Regions from separate parts of the Mus musculus genome. Here all the other regions are linked to region 1. A link is a contact called in public promoter capture Hi-C data. All regions are on one chromosome and are shown on one strand. Each heading gives the region's core, a stretch centred on a gene start, on an enhancer-like site or on the middle of the called end of the contact. The rest is flanking DNA. Distances are from core to core; before and after follow the strand shown.

What was found. Promoter capture Hi-C pulls out the DNA fragments that hold promoters and counts their contacts.
Region 2: a promoter capture Hi-C map of pre-B cells shows a contact between it and region 1, with 4 times the contacts expected there. The contact joins the promoter of Ap4m1 here to the promoter of Styxl1 in region 1. A contact is called at or near these places in 2 of 39 promoter capture datasets (liver and pre-B cells) and 1 of 9 other capture datasets (liver).
Region 3: a promoter capture Hi-C map of pre-B cells shows a contact between it and region 1, with 2.8 times the contacts expected there. The contact joins the promoter of Zcwpw1 here to the promoter of Styxl1 in region 1. A contact is called at or near these places in 3 of 39 promoter capture datasets (cranial neural crest, liver and pre-B cells) and 1 of 9 other capture datasets (liver).

The regions. Positions count from the first base shown.
Region 1 is chr5:135,776,522-135,780,996 of GRCm38.p6, reverse strand. Styxl1 (serine/threonine/tyrosine interacting-like 1) reads left to right here and starts at 2,612. Exons shown (of 9, transcript NM_029659.4): 1 at 2,612-2,746. It overlaps Mdh2 (malate dehydrogenase 2, NAD (mitochondrial)), which reads right to left and starts at 2,348. Exons shown (of 9, transcript NM_008617.2): 1 at 2,196-2,348. The coding sequence starts at 2,261. Gm30205 (a long non-coding RNA gene) reads right to left here. Exons shown (of 5, transcript XR_003955810.1): 5 at 3,013-3,075.
Region 2 is chr5:138,169,978-138,174,452 of GRCm38.p6, reverse strand. It overlaps Ap4m1 (adaptor-related protein complex AP-4, mu 1), which reads right to left and starts at 2,432. Exons shown (of 15, transcript NM_021392.4): 1 at 2,205-2,432; 2 at 2,016-2,104; 3 at 1,560-1,666; 4 at 1,385-1,481. The coding sequence starts at 2,262. It overlaps Mcm7 (minichromosome maintenance complex component 7), which reads left to right and starts at 2,570. Exons shown (of 15, transcript NM_008568.3): 1 at 2,570-2,727; 2 at 4,057-4,136. The coding sequence starts at 2,697.
Region 3 is chr5:137,785,679-137,790,153 of GRCm38.p6, reverse strand. Zcwpw1 (zinc finger, CW type with PWWP domain 1) reads right to left here and starts at 2,352. Exons shown (of 17, transcript NM_001005426.2): 1 at 2,209-2,352. Mepce (methylphosphate capping enzyme) reads left to right here and starts at 3,453. Exons shown (of 4, transcript NM_144913.3): 1 at 3,453-4,475. The coding sequence starts at 4,092.

The sequences.
Region 1 (4,475 bases), core at 1,363-3,862:
AAGGTTTTACAAGGCTTGCTGGGTTCTCTCCATTCCTCCTTTTATTATTCCACATCTCCCTGCCCCATATGCTGGACAGTCTCCATCCACCTGCCTGCAATTCTTTCTACAGATAATCTATGCTTTCTTCTGGTTGTCACTGAAATGTCACATTCCTGATGCTGGTCCTGTGATTGTGGGATGGCTAGGCAAGTAAAATCACTTGCTTCAAAAGCTCAAGGACATGAGTTCAATCTCGAATCTTTCCCACACGATGAAAAAACAGACTCCAGCAAGTTGTCCTCTGCATGCTACTGTGCTGTGATGTGCACACGCACAGACCCACACGGCCCTTCCCCCAACTAAAAAGATCTCAACTTCCTTCCTCAGTGGCACAATATTCGCTTAGCATGAGTATGGCCCGAGTTCCATCCTCCACACACACCCCCCCCCACCCCCACACGGCACTTAACCACACTATTATTCACCATCTCTGCTGAGCTAACCCTACTCTACTGTTCAGGTTAACTCGTCTGTGACCCACCCCAGACTTCCCATTCATCTTTGTATCTGAGCACCCAGAGCTTTGTGCATGCCTCACATGTGTTTACCACTGAACTATGTATACCCTAGTGCTAGTTTCTTTTCAGAGTCCTCCTAAGTCACCGGGGCGGGTTTCAAACTTTTAATCTTCCTGTCTGGAACTCCTGAGTGGCTGGGGTTACAAGCATGCATCACCACACCCAGGGTGTAATATGTTAGCTGGATTATTTTTTGGTGTGTGTGTTTATGTGCAGGTACCCACGGAGGGCAGAAGAAGGCTTCAGACCCTCTGGTGGTTGGAGTCACCTGCCTTGGGTCCTGGGAACCAAACTCTAGTCTCTGCAAAATCAGCAAGCACTTTTAACTGTGAGCACCTCTCCAGCCCCTTGCATCTTTATTTTTCAATGAATGGACTGAATGGGAAACAGGAAGACCTGACCTAGATGGTAAGAAATGTAGACTTCCCTGGAATGATCAGTTCTCCTCCGGAGCATGGTAATTGTTTCTCAAGCCTTGGTTGTATCAATTTTGCTAGAGATTTGTAAAAAATACTGACCCTGCCCTCTTGACACGATCCTGGGTCTCCTTTACTGATTCCGACATGCACTAGTTAAAGAGGCCCTGGCCCAGGAGAAGATTGACTATAAATAGCTTAGCTGTAACTGTCCTAGGCCAAGTCTACCCAAAGCAAGGATGATCCTCCAAGAATAATTCAAAAGAGATCCAGTGGAGGAGATGGTTCAGTGGGTAAGTGCATAAGGACCTGAGTTCAAAGCCCGGTTCCCCTGCCTGGCAGGTTCATCAAAGGCCTTCTCACTCTCATAAATAAATAAATAAATAAATAAATAAAGTCTACAACAGGGGTTCTTAAGCTTCCTAATGCTGCAACCCTTTAATACAGTTCCTCATGTTGAGGTGAACCCTTCAACCATAAAATTACTTTTAAAAATAAAATTGCTACTTCGTAACTGAAATTCTGTTACGGTTATGAGTCGTAATGTAAACATTTGCTACGGGACCCCTGTGAAAGGGTCATTCGATCCCAAGGTTGAGAACCGCTCGCTGGTCTAGTGTGTGATGGCCAAGACACCGATGTCCTTCTCTGGCCTCTGTACAATCATGTGCACATGACACCACACACACTCTGAAAAACGATGCTTGATGCACATCTTTAATGCCGGTACTGAGGCAGAGACTGGACTCCGTGAGTTCGAGGCCAGCCTGGTCCACATAAACGGACATAAAGCAAGCAATCCCTGGGCGGGAAGGCCACTGACTGTGCTAATTTCAATCGAATCTCCCAAACTACTGTGACCCTGATCCGTTCTCCACCCTCGGAGCCCCCGGCACTACGAAGTTAACGTCCGCGTTATTTCTCTCCTGGTGCCTCACATCCATGGAGGCTTCAAGGAGAAAATCAGTTAAGTCGAAGCAATGCAAAGTTGCATATAATGCAACTCGCATCCGGACCGCGAGCCTCGGCTTCTGCACCTACGTGGAGCGCAGACTATGGAGGAAACCTGGACTGACTCTGTCCCCCTTCCATGTTGGTCGGGATGTGAGCCGGGCGGCCCAGACGTCCAGAGTGAGCCTTGGATGGTTAAGAAACGCCGAGCTCCGGGGACGCGTGTGCCGCCCCCGGAGTTCCTTCCTAGGCAGGCAGCCCCTTGTACCTGGGCCGAAGTGCTGAAGCTGCGGCGGAGAGCGGCGCCGGCAGGACGGGCGAGAGCGGACAGCATGGCTAGGGCGGGCGGGACACGGAGCTACTGGCAGGAGCTACAAGAAGACGAGTGACTCCAACGACCTCCACTCTGCGCAGTGGCCGCCCGGTCCAGAGCCACCTGATCTCGCGAGAGAAGCGCAAGAAGCTTGAGCCAAATCTCGCGAGACAGGCTCGGCCGTGTGGTTCCTTGTCTAGCACGCCCTAGACCCGGCGAGCGAGGCCTGACGTCACGATTCTCTCCGGCTCCAAAGAAGTCATCTCTGGGCTCCGGCCACTTCCGAGATCTCGCGAGAGAGGCCCGGCTTCACTTTATCAGGCCGTTCCTTCCCCCGCCTCCTACCCCGCCCCTTGCCCCGCCCCTCCCCACCGTTAGCTTTGCCCACTTCCGGGACCTAGCGCTAGGACAGACGGTCACCAGGATTAGGCGGAATCTTGGGACCGCCCCTAGCAACCCGGTACTAGAAGGACTCTTGGAGCGCTCGCCCGGAGGACAGGCTCTAGGTTAGAAGTACCCGTTATCCCAGGTGGGGCTCCGGTCGGACGTCCTGCCGGGGAGCCTGACAGAAGTCGCGCAGCAGGTCAGGCGGCCCCGGAGCTCCTGACCTCAGCCAGGCCCAACTTTCCTGCCCCCTGGAAGAGGCCGGCTGGGGTCCCGGGGCGTCCCGGGGCGGGGTGGGCAGCATCTCCCCACCTGTTTCCTCCAGAGCCGCCCTTCCGACAAGTTACACAGAGCCTTGTTGAGGTTCCAGGCTTCTCACACAACCCGCTCGGAGGAGCGAGTACTCGCGTTGTCATGGCACCAGGCGATGTGCAGGACCGCGATCCTAGGTCTGGGACGGAGGAAGAAACGTTTGGTGACCGTGCCTCAGGCTTTGGGCTTGTCTCTACCCCTCAAACTCTCCAGCAGTGCAGGGAGCACGGTTCTGCAACTCTTCTTCTTGCTTTTCCTGCTCCCCCCTTCTTTTCCTTCCTTTCTTACTAAAATCCGCACAACACACGATTAAAAAAATAATAACTATTCTAAAGTTCAGGATCAGAGCTGGAGGGATGACTCTGGTTAAGAGCACTTGCTGCTCTTGCAGAGCTTCGATCCTGAGACGCTAGCAGGTGGCCCACAACCCCCTGAAACTCTAGCTTCAGGCATAGCCATTGCCGCAGGCATTCGTGTGCAGGTACCCACGGAGACACAGAAATAAACATTTAAAATGATAAAAATGTAAAAGTAAGGACCCATACACATACAGACGTGCACATATATGCACCTACATACATTCGAACGCATGCTACACACATAAAAAATATTCCGGAGGCTGCAGCAGAAGGATTGATGTGAGTTTGAGGCCAACATGAAACTCTGTTAAAAAAAAAACCAAAAAACAAAATAACAACCATGCAAACAAAAAGTTGGGGAGGGGGTTAGAGAAGGAACTGGAAGGGAGGGAACTGGTTGGATTTGTTCAAAAACACTTGGCATGAATGTGAAGTTCTCCAGCAATAAAGTATAAGTTCAGTGTCCTAGCTGTCCTTGAGCAGGCCTGTATTCCCAGGGACCTGGAGGCTGAAGCAGGATGGTAGCAAGTTCAGTGACTCAGTCTGGTTGGGGACAGTGACAGAGAAAGCAAGGCTGCTGGTGGTAACAAACGAGAACCAAAGAGCATAGCCACACACGAGAGCTGGCGATGGCTGGCCGACTCTCTTCCCTGGCCTCTACCTCTTTGCTGGATGGATAAAGTGTACTACCAGCCCCGTCTGGAATCGGATATGCCTCCCCCGGTTCTTGCCTGGCCTTTGGGGAGCAGAATCTAGTGGGCATCTGAGCAACATTTGGAGAAGTGATATGCGAACCTGGGGAAATGGGCTTGGAACGGAGGTCATGTTAAAAGAACCTTCCAGAGGATGAGCCACTTAAACAGACCTGCCAGAAGACTGGGTGGGTCTTAGTGGGAGCCCTGGAGGAGGGAAGTGCCTCTTGTCTGAGCTGGTAATGGTTCAGTGGGCAGAGAAGCGGGCTGCCAAGCCTGAGTGCAATCTCCAGGGCCCATGCTGCTGATTCTTCAATAGTGCCAAGTATGGAGAGGCAAGGGAAAGGAGGAGACAGGAAGACGTAGCCTTGTGTTCCAGGAGATGCTTTCTATTGGGGTGGGGATATATGGATAAGCACTGCCCTTGATCTTATCTCTGAAGAATATGCTCTGGTAATTGTTTAACTTTCTGACGTCATCTAGGGGTC
Region 2 (4,475 bases), core at 1,183-3,682, 2.4 Mb before region 1:
TAGTGTACGTGCACTGGGGAACAAAGGGAGCTTGCCTTTCACTTCTCTTTTTTTTTCTTTGTTATTTTTATTTTTATTTTCAAGACAGGATTTCTCTGTGTAGCCCTGGCTGTCCTAACTCATTCTGTAGATCAGGCTGGCCTTGAACTCAAGAGATTCATTCACCTGCCTCAGCATCCTGGGTGCACCACTATGGCTGGCTTCTATTTTTATTTTGAGACAAGGTCTCATGTAACCCTGGCTGGCCTCCAACTCACTATGTCGACTGGGAATGCCTCAAAAATCAAACTGATCCATCTGCCTCTGGATGCTGGTATATTAAAGGCACGCACCACCATGACCAGCAAAGGACTCTGTCTTGAACAAGGTAGAAGGTCAGGACCAATACCCGATATTGTCCAACAGGAAAGAGAAGGACACACAGGTGGAGAAACGGAGCCAGGGAGACAGACAGACATCCTGTGAGATAGCTCTGCTGGTGCTTGCTATCAAGCAAGCCAACCTTAGTTCAATCCCAGGGACCTAGACAGTATGTTGGTTGGGAACACGCAAAAGAAACTTATTTTAAATAAAATCATTTCATTTTTAGACTCCATTTAATCATAAGGAGAAGCTAAATTCAAGATCCCAGGCTCTGGGGGAGCTGAGGACTTCCCAATAGCTGAACGGCTTCTGTTGTAAATAGTTGCCTGAGTCCAGACATCTTTTTTTTTTTTTCCCCAAGACAAGGGTTTCTCCGTGTAGCCCTGGCTGTCCTGGAACTCACTTTGTAGACCAGGCTGGCCTCAAACTCAGAAATCCACCTGCCTCTGCCTCCCGAGTGCTGGGATTAAAAGCGTGTGCCACCACTGCCCAGCTGAGTCCAGACATCTTAGGAACAACTTGTACAGTTGTCTGAGTCCCGCCATCTTAGGGACAGCTGGTAAGAGAACAGCTGTTTGAGTTCAGACACCTCAAGGACAACTTCTCCATCTTGCTGGCAAGATCAACTAAGCTCGTGTTCTCAAGCCCAGAAAACTACTCCTAATCTGATTGGTCAAAGTTCCCTTGCTCAACCCCTTATGTCAAAATATGATTGGACAGTGCTACAGCTCACCCCACTCCCCTCCACTTTGTGGTGTCAGCCTTTAACTGCTAGGCAAGTTCAGGAGTCTGTTCTACAGCCCTGACTGATCAGTACTGGCTTGATTACAATACCTTTTTGTCATCTGCATTGACCTAGTGCTTGAGTTATGGTGGATCTATATTGGATTTAGCAGATTCTACAACAAGTAGAAGATACCTGATCTCCACACATGTGCAGTGATGTGGGCAAATACACACACACACACACACACACACGTGAATAAATAAACTTAAAAAGACCAAAGTTTTTGGGCTTTACCAGCACTTCATCCAGGAGTTCGTAGACAAGCGCCACATTGCGTGAGATGGTTCCCTCATTGAGTGAGCCACAGTAGTCACCCAAGAGAGTGGCTAGCCTAAGGAAACACAGCAAATTATGTGTGAATAAACCTCACACGCCCTCCTTCTTAAGTGCCTGTCCCAACTCTACTCACCGGGAAAGCAGCTCCAGAAGGCTGAAAGGAGAGACGTTTTCTAAGGTTGTGGCCACCAAATAGAGCCCACTGTGTCTGATGTGAATAAAATGACGATCACCGTGATACTGAGGCAGAGTTGAGGACAGAGGCCATTAAGAAAAGACCAGAATTGTAGTAAGGAAACCTGCAAGATGGCACCCTGAGGTCTACTAGTGATGGGCGATGCCCCAGATCTAAGACCTGGCCGCCTAACGTGGAAAGGTAGTATCTACCTCTCAAAGTTGTTGATAGTCAAAAAATAGGGTGCATGGCTCTGTAACTGGCTTCTTGTTAGTACTCAAAACATTTATAAACAAATCCTCCCCACACACACACCCCCGCCCCCAAGCTTCCTACCAAGCTGCCCTTGACAGGGAGGAGGCACTCACCCACCTCCACAGTTCTAAGGCCCTGCACACCAACCACAGTAGTTACCATGACAACCGGGGACTCGCCTCCAGGCAGTCCCGTCAGCTTCCGGTAGAAGAGCTCTGCCACATCACGACCACCACTGTCCCCGCGGACTAGCCAGGTGGAAAGATAGTTAAGGAACAGGCGACACAGACTGATCTGGATTCGATTTCTACCCAGCTACCCTACCCCGTCTCCCGGGTCAAAGGATACAGTCTTTATAGATGAGCGGATCCCCCTTGGAAGACAGAATGAAGAACTGGGAAATCATGGCGGTTCTGGAGGATAGACGAGAACACGGTGAAAGTTGAACCCACCCCGCCTTGTGGACGCGGAACAAAAGGCCGCACGGAGGCTGGCGCTTTAAGAAACACTCCTCCCACACACACACTCGCGAGCATTAATTTCGAACCGCGGGAAACAGGGTGTCCAACCCGCCAGGATCTGGCAATCTTTCAACGGCCCGCCCTCAAGCCCCTTGTCATTCAATCTAGACTCGTCCATTGATTGGTTAAAGTTAGGGGCTGGCAGCAGTTGGGAACCCCCTATCTGATTGGCGGGTTCTCAGCCGCACGGGTCACATGGGTGACGACGTTTCGCGCCAATTTCGGTTGGCCGGCTACGTCCCGCCGCGCGTTCGTTTTCTGCTTCCCCAGAGAGAGATTTTTGAGCCCTTCAAGTCCTGCCACACCGTCCCCGGCAGCGATGGCGCTTAAGGACTACGCGATCGAAAAAGGTGAAGATCTATAGGGCTGGGGGCGGCGTCCTCGGAGGGAAACTTCTACCTGCACCTGTTGAGGGGTGCTGGAGTCTTGGGGTCGGGCGGGGGAGGGGGAGTGAGCCGGGATCTGTGACTCCGAGGACAGGCGAACTGCGCCTGCAATAAGCAGTGGGCGTCAAGGATGGAGGAAGCAATCCTCCTTGGAAAAGGTGATGTGTTTGTGTTATGGAGAGAACCCAGTGGAGTCCACAAAGGAGGGGCGCGCTCGGTAGAGACCGGGTGACTTGGTTCAATGCATTCAATACGTGACCCAAGGGACTAGGTTACTGGGCCAGCCTCTGCTGCTCGGGGCGCTAGCGAATTCCCGCGTCCACTGGAGACTGGCCGAAGTCCAGAGGCGGGGCTTGCCAGACCGCTACGCGCCGCGATTGGTTGTTTTCGGCCGCCCTCCAAGCGGAAGTAGAGGCGGGCGGAAGTGGCGCTACCCGATCTTGGGACTGTCGTGTGTAAACAGTGTCCTTCCGCGCGGTGGCCTCGGAGATAGCTGCAGTAGGTAGGGGCGTGCCTAGAATTGGGAGGCTAAGCGCCCGGTGGCGAAAGGTGGCAGTGTGGTGGACCCGAATGGCCCTTTGGCGTTCTGGCCAATCCCCGCTCGGCCACCCGTCTCGGGCGGAGGAATCCTGGGCTGTGAGGCGGCTGGAATCTGGGCCCATGTGCTTCTTTGTTTACTAAGAGCGGAAGCAGTGGCGGGAGCCGGGCATGAGTGCAGAGGAGGCCTAGTGGCGGACGTCCTGGCGGGAGCCTAAGAAAAAGAGTTGTACTGGTAGAGCGAGAGCCGAGGACCTTAAGTCGATTGGGAGCGAGCTGAGAGAATTGAAGAAACTGAGATTCCTAATTAAGACAGAGTGTGGAATTCTCTTGGGAAGGTTGGGTAAGACTCTTGTAGCTGCCCGAAGACCTATATTCTTCTCTGTGTAAAAACGGACTTGTGAAAAGGAACACTGCCTACTTTGGGGAGAACTTGGTCGATTTGTTTTCAATGTTCATTTAACTAACTAGTTCATAGGTTTCGTCTTAAGTGAAAGTGGGTTTCTTAGGTTTCTGTTAAGAGTTTGAAATAAAGAATCTAAAAGGAAAGTTGATTGTTTATTTTATTTATTTTTACATTATTTTGTTACATTATTGTGTGTGTGAGATCGCACGGGCATATCATAGTGCTGGACACCCGCAGGACTCTGTTCTCTTCCAACCTGTGGGTGGGCCCTAGGGATTGAACTCTAGTCCTTGGCAGCAGTGGTCTTTACACCTCACTGCAAAGACTTGGTTTTTATTTTATATTTGTAGAAAAAGTTAAGAAGTTCCTCCAAGAGTTTTATTACGAGAATGAGCTTGGAAAGAAGCAGTTCAAGTATGGGACCCAGTTGGTAAGTCTCAGGATTGGTTCTGGGGAGTGGCGTGGCGTGTTAAGAACTTGTATAAGGTTATCTCAAGTCTGGCTATCAGTGAATGACTTGATTCTGATTGTTTTTATACAAAGTTGGGTTTTTGTTTTGTTTTTAGCTTAAGGGTTTTCTTAGATGTTTTAGTCGTGTTTATTCCTATGTGTTTGTGCTCACAGGGGCATGCCATAGCATGTGTAGAGGTCAAAAGGACAATTTGTGGAAGTCTGTTCTCCCACCATGTGTGTTCTAGAGAGCAAATTCAGATCATCTGGCTAGATGGCTATGTCTAACCTGCTGAGCCACCTCATCCATTCCTAGCTC
Region 3 (4,475 bases), core at 1,103-3,602, 2.0 Mb before region 1:
AGTCTTTAAAAAAAGAAAAAAAAAAAAAAAGCTGGGCAGTGGTGGCGCATGCCTTTAATCCCAGCACTTGGGAGGCAGAGGCAGGCAGATTTCTGAATTCAAGGCCAGCCTGATCTACTGAGTGAGTTCCAGGACAGCCAGGCTACACAGAGAAACCCTGTCTCAAAAAACCAAAATAAATAAATAAATAAAAGCAAAAACAAAAACAAGCAAACAAAACTTTTCAATCACTTTTAAGCTAGGATAGTGAGCCATGTCTAAATTTCAATCGTGGGAATGTTCTAGTTTGAGAACTACAGAAAAACCCTGCAGTCCCTCCAAAACAAAAACAAAAGCAAATATAGACACACACAAAGCCTCCTATATTTCAGAATATAGTTTAACACAACCAGGGGTTCACGGCTATACTCACAGCACTTAAGAGACTGAAGGAAGTTTGTTGCTTCAACTTTGAGTTCAGTCTGGGCTACAACGTGACCTTGAAAACAGCCAGGGATACAGACAAGACTCTGTCTCAGAAAATAAACAAATAAGCAATAGATAGGTGGCTAAATAGATAGATAGACAGACAGGCAAACAAACAAACAAATGAATAAATGAATAAATGCTTACAGATAATTCAGTGGGTAGGGGTGCTTGCCCCCAAGCCTAATGATCTGAAACTGATCTCAGATCCCACTTGATTGGCAGGGATGGACAGACAGGATGACACAACATGGACAGGATGACCTCTGGCCTCCCCATGCTCTACAGCATGTGCACAAACACACACATCCAACAAACAACAAATAAATAAGGGTGATAAAACTTTTAAAAAATATAAATTCACTTAAAAATTTCCTGTCCTGGGCCCTGGCAGTGGTGGTGCATGGCAGCACTGTGTAGGCAGAGGGGAGGGGGACTGACTGAGGAGCTGGTGAGATGGTTCAAGAATTAAGAGCACTGGCTTCCAGGGGTGCCTGTAACCACATGATGGCTCACAACTATCTATAAAGGGATCTGATGCTCTCTTCTGGCCTGCAGGTGTACATGCAGACTGAGCATTCACACATAAAAAAATGATGATGATGATGATAATGATAGAATAAATGAAAATTTCATTCCCTTTAATACGGAATTGATGGCTTTTTGACATTGCCTAATAGCCTATGAACTCCTGCCTATTCTCATGTTTTACCTGTTTTTAAGTTCACTTTGTGAGCACGCATCTGTGTTCTGCAGACCTTTTAAACGTTTAACAAGGAAAACAAGGAAAGAAATAAAGAAAGAATCAAAGAAAGAAAGATGTTCTACCTACCCTCACCAGATTTACTCTCAGAAGGAACTACCCAAACGAGACTTCCCACAGAACATTACAAATAAAATTCACAGTAAAGTGTATTGGCTCGGGGCGCGGTGGGGTGGGGGTTGGGGGAGGTGGTGGAAGAAACCCCGAAGATGTGTGGTCACCTGTGAGCAAAACAGTTTCTTTCGTGACATTAAATGTCATTTCTAAGCCGGGCGTGGTGGCGCACGCACTCGGGAGGCAGATTTCTGAGTTCGAGGCCAGCCTGGTCTACAAAGTGAGTTCCAGGACAGCCAGGGCTACACAGAGAAACCCTGTCTCGGAAAAAAAAAAAAAAAAAGTCATTTCTATCCTTGACCGCAATCTCTGGATCGCTCCCGCTCCCCCCAACCCCCGTGTCCCGACCTCAGGCTGCCCTCGGGGATGCTCTTGCTTCGAGGACCTTGTGCCCTAGGCCTTCGCAGGGCGGGCGCGCGTCCTTTCTGCTTACAGATAGCAAGATGCGGGGCCATGTATACTGAACCCCACAGCGGAGGGGAGGCCTTTGAGTGGTCTTCTACTTTTCCTCTCTCTTTACCAATTCTCTCCGCGACGGCCATTAAAAGCAGAGATCTCACCCAGGCAAACAACCCTCGCCTCCCCTCAGAGCGTCAAGTAACGCTTCGCTACTCTCCCGGACCAAGAACGCCACCATGGAAGCCTCTTCCCCTTTGCTCCCGCTCAGCCTCGCTGTCCCACAACGCCTCATTTCCCTCCGCAATACTGGGTTATTTTTTGTTGTTGTTGTTCTGAAGATTAGCGATTCTGAAGAGCAGGGGCTAAGGTCCGCTGTGGCTCCGAAGAGAAAATTTCTCCTCAGCCAACAGGTACCGAGAGTCACCACAACTAACACTTTCCTCTGCAGTCGCATAAAAGACAACTACCTTCTGGGGCGACGAGGACCTAAAGGTGAAGCGCAGCTAACGCTGTCGCAGCCATTCCGCACATCCCTTCCACCTCGAGCAACTTTTCCCGCCACCAGGAGAAGGCGCGAGGACACGGACAAATTCCGCCCCCAAGCGGCGTGCGCTCAGGTGCTGCGCGTGCGCAGTTGGAAGTTGCTTCTGCGTCTGCGCAGCCGGAGTAGCCCGCCATCTTAAGAACGAAAGCCTAGTGAAACTACAAGTTCCATAATCCTCGCTGACATCTTTAGTTCCGCGCCCCCCCCCCCATAATATCCTGCGAAGCGCCCTAGGCACTTCATTCTTATCTCTGCCTCAAATCGCTTTCTCTTTCCTGTTTTCGTGCTATCACTCCCTACCTTTTAGTTGTCGTCACCCTCTTAAATTTTGAAACCATCTTGAGCTCCCCCCTTGCCTCTACAGTGCTCTTTCCTGACAAATAGTCTGTGGACTGGGAAACTCCGCCAGCCATCAGTCTGAGGATTCTGCATAGAATCAGTGCTTCCCATTGGCCGAAACAGGAGCCCAAACAGGTCGATACCCTTTCCCGCCCACATTCGCGGTGTGTCTAGCTGCAGGGATAATGCTGTAAAATCCGCAACGCTAGCGGGTGGCGCTGAGGGACCGATACGCAGGCGCTGCACTATGGCAGCGGCGTCCGAGGCCTGACGTAGGTGTAGGGAGGAGAGGAAGGCGTAGTTCTCTAGATGTTTGTCCCTGGTGGAAGGAGGAGGGCCGCTTGAACAACTGGGCCATTTCAGGGGAAGAGGAGTTTGGACAATCTCGATGTTTTAGTACTTGTTTGTTTTCAATTCAGAAAATATATTAAATAATATATTGCATTTTATTGATAACAGTTCTTGAGACAATGGTCTCGATTCCTTAGCCTACTTTATCATCCTCTCCTCAGGTTCTCCTAAGTCCTAATTCTAATGAGATAGGCTGGGGGCGGGGGGAAGGGGTGGGGAAAAGACCAGCGATCGCTCATGAATAATTCATGAGCCCGCCTCTTTCGCTGGGAATGCACGCCCCTTGGAAACGTGCTGACGCACGCTGCGTGTAATGAACCTAAGGAAACGACGTCACACTCCCCGCCCCTAGAGCGGAGGGGGCGGAACATCATCTCCAGCACGTGTTGCCCCTTCAACCCGCGCAAGTCCAAAAGGACTGTGCGCAGGCGCTCTCCAGGAGGGGCGGGGATGGGGGAGGAAGGAGGCGGGGCAGGGAGGTTGTTGGGTTTAGAGCCGGGCGGAGACGGCGGAGCCTCATTCCTCAGGAACAAGGGTCGGGTGTCAAGGAGACCTTTTCACACCAGCTCCCGTTCCCCGCCTACGGTGGGTGGGATCGCACGGCAGAGACAAAGGATATCAGTAGGGCTTGGACTTAGCAGCGAAGGGAAGTCGGGTGTCCGTGTGGGGCGGTGGGCGTCTCGGGCTGGGGGAGGGTGAGGTAATTAGGGAGGGGGGCTGTATTTAAACTCTCGGAGCCGTTAAGTTGGTTCGCACTCCCGATGCGCGCGCAGCCTGGGTGGTGGCGGAGCGCGCATGCGTGGGTCCTGGGCGAGCGGGACGCGCGCCCGTCGTGCGCGCTCGCGGCAGAGTGGTAGTGGCGGAGAAAAGGGAGTCGGCGCACGCGCAGTTGGTTCCTCGGCTTGTCCGGGTCTCGCGGGCATCTTGTTTTGGTCTCGCGGGCGAGTGGAGCGCGCTTGGTGTGTCGCGGGAGGGAGGTGGAGGCGCGAGGCAGAGCTGCGCGCGCACTCGGGGAAGGAGGGAGTGAGGTGGTCTTAGGAAGGGTTACAGGGGGCTTCCCCTTGCTCTCTTCTCAGTACCCTCGCTTGAGAAGGGGAAATTAAACAGGGAGAGGAGATGATCGAGATGGCGGCGGAGAAGGAGCCCTTTCTGGTGCCGGCCCCGCCGCCGCCGCTCAAAGATGAGTCGGGCGGAGGGGGCGGCCCCGAGGTGCAATCGCACCAAGAGGCTGCCTCCGGGGAGCTCCGTGATGGGACAGAACACGGGCCGGGCCCTCGCGCGCACTCGGCCGGGGCCGCAGCCAGCGGAGGGGGCGGCCCCCAGGCACAGGCGCACGGGGAGCCCCACGGGCGAGCCGCCGCTCCTGCGGACGTGGGGGAGGAGCGCCGGGGAGGGGGCGGGACGGACCTGGGTCCCCCAGCCCCTCCTCGACCTCGCAATGGCTACCAGCCCCACCGACCCCCTGGGGGTGGTGGGGGCAAAAGAAGAAATAGCTGTAAC